Regions from separate parts of the Sus scrofa genome. Here region 1 is linked to region 2. A link is a contact called in public HiChIP or PLAC-seq data. All regions are on one chromosome and are shown on one strand. The core of a region is the stretch at or near the end of the contact, and the rest is flanking DNA. Distances in the headings are between cores, read along the strand shown.

Evidence for each region. HiChIP or PLAC-seq counts read pairs in DNA pulled down with a chosen protein or histone mark.
Region 1: an H3K27ac HiChIP or PLAC-seq map of alveolar macrophages shows a contact between it and region 2. The contact joins the promoter of MFSD10 here to the promoter of HAUS3 in region 2. A contact is called at or near these places in 1 of 5 promoter capture datasets (fetal liver) and 1 of 2 datasets of contacts at active chromatin or transcription factors (alveolar macrophages).

The regions. Positions count from the first base shown.
Region 1 is chr8:1,713,345-1,717,072 of Sscrofa11.1, forward strand. It overlaps MFSD10 (major facilitator superfamily domain-containing protein 10), which reads right to left and starts at 1,671. Exons shown (of 13, transcript XM_003356833.5): 1 at 1,584-1,671; 2 at 900-1,130; 3 at 705-801; 4 at 364-467; 5 at 1-65. The coding sequence starts at 1,073. It overlaps NOP14 (nucleolar protein 14), which reads right to left. Exons shown (of 18, transcript XM_005666511.3): 18 at 3,675-3,728.
Region 2 is chr8:1,196,491-1,200,031 of Sscrofa11.1, forward strand. HAUS3 (HAUS augmin-like complex subunit 3) reads right to left here and starts at 2,027. Exons shown (of 6, transcript XM_021100924.1): 1 at 1,890-2,027; 2 at 1,233-1,291; 3 at 1-596. The coding sequence starts at 455. POLN (DNA polymerase nu) reads right to left here and starts at 2,048. Exons shown (of 26, transcript XM_021100921.1): 1 at 1,950-2,048; 2 at 1,233-1,291.

The DNA of each region.
Region 1 (3,728 bases), core at 421-2,920, 520 kb after region 2:
GAGGCCAGGAAGGCCGCAAAGCTCCTCGAGGCCGCCCACACGGCGTAGGAAGAGGCCAGACCTGCCTGCCTCAGGGCAGGGGCCAAGGGCAGGGACGGTCACCGGAGGCCAGCAGGGCCCACAGTGGGCTGGCAAGCCCGAGCAACACCCCTGGACCCTGCCCTGCTCTGGAGCAACTGTGTCCCCAGTGTCCCCATGGCAGGAGCAGCTCTGGGACAGCCTGGCTTAGCCACAGGGTCTGACATCCCTCAAACACCACCCCGGGGGCCACGAGGGCCAACGAGGCCCCATGACGGGTTCACAGCGTCTCCCCGCACGGCTGCTGGGCCAGTGGGAGGAGGCTCCATCCGTGGGCAACCGTACCAGGGACAGCAGCATCACTGGGCGCCTCCCCAGGCGGTCAGAGACGGCCCCTGTGAGTGGTGCCGACAGGAACTGCAGGAGGGAGAAAACCGAGCCGATCAGACCTGCAAGAGACAGAGGTCACAGTCACCACGTTGCCCCATCCCCAAGGGTCTGATCGTGTCTGGCCCTGCAATCCCAGGTCCCAAGACTTGAGTGGAGATGGCCCCAGTGGCAAGTGGACACGCAGAGAGGGAGCAGACAATGCACAGGGGAGGACTAGGACCTGCGACTCGGGGACTGAGGAGGGGACCGGCCAGGAAGTCGGGCCGGGGAGGCCCCGCCCAGCGGCAGCACCTTACCTCCGAACAGGACGCTGTTGTACCTCTTCTCTGCTGGCATCCCAATGGCCGCCGCAAACCAGTCCACCCCTCGCTGCCACGAGTCATAGAGGGAGTCCTGGGGGACAAAGATGTGGGACCCGCTGGGGAGTCTCTGAGGGGCTTGGAGCAATGGGAGTGAAGGGTCGGGTTGGGCGGGGAGGGGAGGTGGCTCACGTGGGCACGGGCATGGCTCTCGAGCAGCCCGGGCAACAGGGGCAGCAGCAGAGTAAAGGCCAGGAGGTCCAGCAGGAGGCCCAGGAAGACCACGGTGATCACACGGGTTTCGGGCGCCGGCTGCGGGCGGATGGGTGGGCGCGGGGTGCAGCTCCCGCCGGCTCCCCAGCCCATGATGGGAGCCGCTCCGATTCGGCCTGGCTATCCCGCCTGGCTGAGCGAGAAGCAGTTCTGCAAGAGCGCGGGTTTCAGGAGGGCGCGTCTGGGTCCTTTTGCCCGGATGCTCACCTACCGTGGGTGGGCGGGGCGGGGCGGGGCGGGGAAAATGAGCCCCTAGCTCCTGCCGCGCCACCGGCCCACTAACAACCAGTGCGCACCGAAAGGGACTGCCTGCCCGGCTACCCAGCACAAGGGTCCCTCGCTGCGCCCTGCCCGGACCCTGGGCAGCAGGAAACGCAGGCTGCGGGGGTTGCGCAAGGAAACCGCAGCCCCGGAGACCAACCGTCCCAGGGGCCTGGGCAGGGGCATCGAGGCCAGGGACACCTCCCAGCTCCTGATGCCGCCCCACGTTCCCGGCAGGAGCGGCCAGGGAAACAGGCCCGGGCGGGCACGGGAGCGCCCTCGCGCGCGGGAGAACACAACCCCCGCCCGCCGGGACCGCGCCGCCGCGCCCCCGCCCCGCACCTGCGCCGGCCGCGCGCTCAGGACGGACGGACTGACGGAAGTGGAGTGGACGGCAGGAGCGCGCCCACCGCCGGAAGTGGGCGTGGCTACTCCGGGAAGTGGCCGCCGCTGCGCTTCCCGTTCCAGCCGCCGGGCGAGGCCGCGCTGCTTCAGGCCCTGCGCGAGGGGGGCGGCTGTGTCCCGGCGGGGAGGGGTCCGAGCGGAGGCGCTCGCTAGGCCTCGGTTCCATCTGCCCCCAGACTGCGCCCGAGGAGCCTCGCCCGCCGAGGATCCCGAGGCTTTGGTCGCCCCGTCCGGAAGGCGGGGTCCGGCCCGGCCAGACCCTCGACGCACCGTCCACTTGGGCTAGAGGCCTCGCGCGCACTCGTGCCGCGCATGGTTGAGACCCTGGACGAGCTGGCGAGGAGAGGGCGCGGTCGGGGCTGTCCCGCGACCCGCCTGCCTTGGGGTCTCCCGGAAGGGCAGGGGCTCCCCCCGACCCCCGCTCCCGGGCGCACTCGGGCCTGGCCCCCGGCCCCCGCAGCTGGAGGAACTCCGGGCTGCTGGACCCGGCCTGCACCCACCGTCCTGCTTCCCTCCCGTATCTTAAAAGATTCTGTGGCCACACCAGGAAGAGTTCTGGGCACTGGAGGTTCAGCTTCTCTGGTGCAGCCAAAGGCCCACAGTCCCTGCCAGGTCGAGCGGCGCTCACCCCAATTTCCACGCTTCTGCCTCACACGCCATTGCTGCTCCAACGACCAAAAAGAGCACCGGCTATAGCTCTTTCCCCGAGGACACGCGCCTTCACCCAGGCTCGGGACGTCCACCTCTTCCAGTCGAGCTGCGCTCCCCTTTAGAAGCCTGCGCAGGGCAGTGGACCGAAGCGGCCACTTCTCTCAGGTGGCCGGGAAGGGCAGAGCTCCAGAGGAGGAGGATGCGACACTGGCAACAGCCCCCACCTCTCCCGGCCAGGTGGTCCCCGCCGGTTTCACAGCCCCCGAGCTAACCCCGCCCTCCCCTTCCCCCGGCCCGCAAGGAGGTGGCGGGGCTGGGACGGCCTTGTTGACATTTCCAAGAATTAAGTCGAGTGGGGTGGGGAGGGGCCAGGGTGGACAGAGGTGGGCGTTCTCAGGTTGATACATGAGGCAGAAAGCTAGAGCTTTTCAAGCTTGGCAGCCTGTCGCTGGCACACTGTCCTTAGAACTCACTAGCAAGTCTTGCCCAAGTGCCAGCAGCTCGGCGAGTTAACAGAAACAGCTGCTTGACTCGAACAGGTGGACCCAACCTGAGGCTGGAACAGCAGCCAGGCCTGCCAGGCCTTGCAGAACTGTGGAGCCACACCGCACTTGGCAAACACCTACTCGTGAACACCCCAGGAGGTGGCAGATGCCAACACCTCGCCCACCGTGGCCTCTTCACCTGTCCCTGTCACATCCAAGGCAATCCTGGCAGGAGCCTGGCCAGCACCAGGAGCTGCTCTGGCCCCGTCCTCTGCAGTCCGAGCGCCAGCACCGCCCGGTGCACCTTAAATCTAACTGGGGTTCTCCCAGCAACCTCCCTGCTGGGAGCCAGGATCGACTATCCTCTTCCCCGCCTCCCATGTGTCCCGTCTGGCTACTGTCCCCATGGTCACTGCAGTGCGACGGACTTCTTGGGCCACTTTGCATGGCTGCCTCAACCATGTGTCCTCTTTGTCACCTAAGGAATGAGGACTCAGTGCCTTGGCTCTAGGAGACTGGGGCAGGGCTTGGGAGTGGGGGCCTGTCCCCCTCACCCGCTCAGGGGAGCAGCATTCTGGGGTGGCTGTGCAGGCCACGGCCTGGGGCCGCAAGGGTAGGCAGTGGGCTCCCGGGGCCTTGCCAACCGCACTCCCGTTAGTGCAGTGGGAAAAGACAGCCCTTTGTTAACTAACAAGTTGCAGCCTCGACCACAGGCCCTGCGTCTTCCCATTTCATCTGGCGCAAAACCAGACTTCGTTCTGGGCCACAGCAGCCTGGCACCCCAGAGCGTCAAGCGACACTGCCCTAGGACAGCGCCAGTCCTGGCTGTCAGGGCACTGGGATGATGGGCGACTTTCCTCCTTCTGATTTCTCAACTGTTTGCAGACTTGTCTCATTTGTAACAGATTTTAGGTAACATTAAGTAACATTCTAAATTCCATACATG
Region 2 (3,541 bases), core at 777-3,276:
TGACTCTGCTTCAGCTTTTTATTGGCTTCTTCTTCTTTAGCATTTAGCCTCAGGGATTTGTGGCTAGTTACTGAAGCCATCACCTGGCATTTGTTACGTCGCTGAATTTTCAGGCTCTTTAATTTCTGCAGAGTTTGAACCTCATTCTCTAATTTCTCTAGCTCTTTGTCATTCAGGGTAGGTGTCTTCAAATCAGAAGCTTTACAGGTTTTAAGAACTTCATCCAATGCTGCTCCTTCTAGGATGGGCTTGCCTGATTTTTGAAGAATGTTAAAAGCTTCCAGTTCCTCTTCAGACAACACATTCTGTTCACTCACATTCCCACAAAACCACTTCAAAAATGATTCATTTTCAGCAGTCTCAAACAACCAGTCAAAATCTTCCCCATTAAGAATATCAGCTTTGGGGTAATCTATTTTTTTTAATGTTTCCACAAACTCTTTTCCACAACTCATGGTTTAACTACCCAATTTCTTTTATAAGTGATAAGGCTTTATGGTATTGATATTCATAAAATAAATCCAAATACATACAAAACTAATGTTAAGTCCACAGGGAAGGGAGAAAAGTATTTTTAGAATCTATAATAATTCCTCCTAGAGGGAAAAAAAAACAAGTATTAGACCCAAATAAGGCAACTATATCTTTAAAAGAATGATACAGATAAATATCACAAGGTATTTGGGAACCATCTATCCCACAGATAGTTGTAGCAGAAAAACCTGATAAAGAGAAACAATGAGAATATTACTTAGAACACTACAACAGTAAGGAAAACTTAATTAACCATAATTTTTTTCCAAAGATAACATGGTTTAAAATACATTAAACTTCCCATTTGGGCTCAGCAGGTTAAGAACCCAACTAGTAGCCATGAAGATACGGGTTCGTCCCCTGGCCTCACTCAACGGGTTAAGGATCCAGCATTGTGAGCTGTGGTGTAGGTCGCAGACATGGCTTGGACCTGGTGTGGCTGTGGCCTAGGCCGGCAGCTGCAGCTGTGATTCCACCCTTAGCCTGGGAACGTCCTTCTACATGCCGCTGGAGTGGCCCTAAAAAACAAACAAAAAAACCCCCGCTATATTTTATAGTGTAAGGGTTCAGTTTTTAATTTAAAATAAACGAATCTAAACATGTCCAAGCCATCATGCAGCAAAGGAGCCTCTTTTCTCTGTCCTTCTTGAGAAAATGTAAATAAACATAGGATTTTTGAGAGTCAGCTAAATATTTACCTCAATGACTCAATCAGCATCCACCTTCGAGACAGAACCCAAGTCCAGACACAATCGACCTGGTGCAGAGAAAATCAGGTTTAAGAACCACTCCGGCTTGAGACGCACCAAAGGACCGAGCAGTCATCAAGTAACGGTATTCCAGGCATGTTACTTTCAACAAGGGGAAAGTCCCGGAGTCGGACTGAGTGACGGGACACGAGGTACATGAGGTACAGACGAGGGTCGCACTGACTCCTCTGCGGCCCTCTGTGACCCTGTGTGGTTCAGCGACGACCTGCACGCGTGCCGAGAAAACAACCGTCCTCAAACCTCAGAGTCGGCCTCGAAGACAAACTGCACGAACCCCAGCGGGTGACGGGCCGGCTGGGGCGTCCCAGCAGCGCCTCGGGGCCAGGCCGGACCCCAGGCCGCGCCCCCCGCCCCGGCGTCCCCCGCCCGCTAGAGCCCCCCCCCGGGAGCCCCGCCGGGCCCCCGGCCCCCCTGCCGGCGCCCCCAGCCAGCCCCGGAGCCCCCAGTCTCCCGCCGCGCCCTCCGCCCCTCACTCCGCCCCGGACGCGGCCGCTCGCCCTGAGGACCGCGACTACACCGCGCGGGCACACACTCGCGCGCCTGAAAAACGTCCCCAGGGGCTCCCAGAAGAGGCAGACCACTGACCGGCGCTGCTCCCACAGCCCCCCGCCCGCTCGCGAGCACCGCGAGGCCCGGGCCGCTCGCCTCAGGAGGCTCTGCTCGCTTCAACTGCCAGTCTCCCCGCGCCTCGCACTGCCTCACGGGAGCGCGGCTCCCGCCCGCGCGCGCGCGCGCCGGAAGGGGAGGCTGGGCCGCCGGAGGCGGTCTGCGCAGGCGCAGTGGCGGAAGAGGCGGGGCCTGGGGGGGCGGGCCCCGTCCTGACGCCTGCCAGCAGGAAGCGAGCTGATTGGCTTCCCGCCGCAGGGGCGGGACCAGGACGCGCGTCGGGTTGAGGAGGGGTCTGGGGGTAGCCTCGCGGAGCGGTCGGGTCTCGCGGGGCTGTGCGCCTGCATGCAGCCCGCCCTGGGTCCTCGCTCTCTGTGGAGGGCTCTCAGGGTCCCCCTCGCTGGGTCGGGAGCGCGCACGCCCTGCCCCCCGCCCGCCGCGTGACCGGGCAGCCCAGGCTGGGTGGCCGTTGCTTCCGGTCCTCCCAGGCCCCTGGGCCGCCCTCCCCTCCGGAGTAGGCGTGGACAAGCTCGCGGAGCAGACCCACTCGCTTCAGTCTTGAAAGATGAATGCTACTTTGCAAGAGTACTCCGTTCCCGAACTCTCACCTGACAATCTCATTTTCAAAATCTGACTTTTAAAAGTTGAAATTATAGCTCATATAAACAGAGCCGTTCTGTTTACGATGGATCACTTTTTCCAAGCAGAAGATGCTGCAGTCGGTGAAAGTAGCAGTGCTTCTTAAATAAGATTGCCAAGTTTGAGGTAAATCTGGTTGACGGCCCGCCCTACAGGCCAATGAAATCAGACGTTTGAGGTTATCATTTGTGTTGGACAGAATTCATTTGCATCTGTACCAGGCCAAAATCATTTTGACTTCCCAGTCTTCTACAAATTAACATCTAAATGTGCAAGGTTGGGGCCCTAGCCCTCTCTGCAGTCCGTGTGCCCACACGCCCAGCATCAAATGACCCTAAGGTAGCTAATTAGATAACGGCAGGGTCTGGTGTGGTCTGGTGTGATGTTGGAAGGGCAGAAGTCTCTCTGGATGACTTTTCTTAGTGTTTTGTTTTGGTTTTTTAGGGCTTTAGGGCCGCACCTGCGGCATATGGAAGTTCCTAGGCTAGAGGTTGAATGGGAGCTGCGGCTGCCAGCCTACATCACAGCCACAGCAATGCCTGATCTGCTTCAGCTCACCGCAAGGTGGGATCCTTAACTGACTAAGCGAGGCCAGGGTTTGAACACCATCCTCATGGATACTAGTCAGGTTCTTAACCCACTGAGCCACAAGGGAACGCCTTACTATTTTTAAGGAAAGGATAAAGTTATGGGGCAGATGTCATGCATTAATCTTGAACGTACTTCCTATTCTTCATCTTCCTATTCTTCATTTGTTTAACTTTTCTAAGCCTCTTCAACAAGACACTAAAGCCTAAAATGATTGGAAAAACAAACATCACAAAAGGAAAAATTCAGAGAGCAGTGCCTGGGCTGACCCCAGGGGCCTGGACGCGGGAGGAGATGGTCCTATTGGCAAGGCAAGCTGGGCGGGTAGGTTGCAGCCCCTGGGCGGGGAAGACTCCCTTGCCCAGCCTGGGCACCACTGATGGGGGCGGGGGAGGGGGATGTGC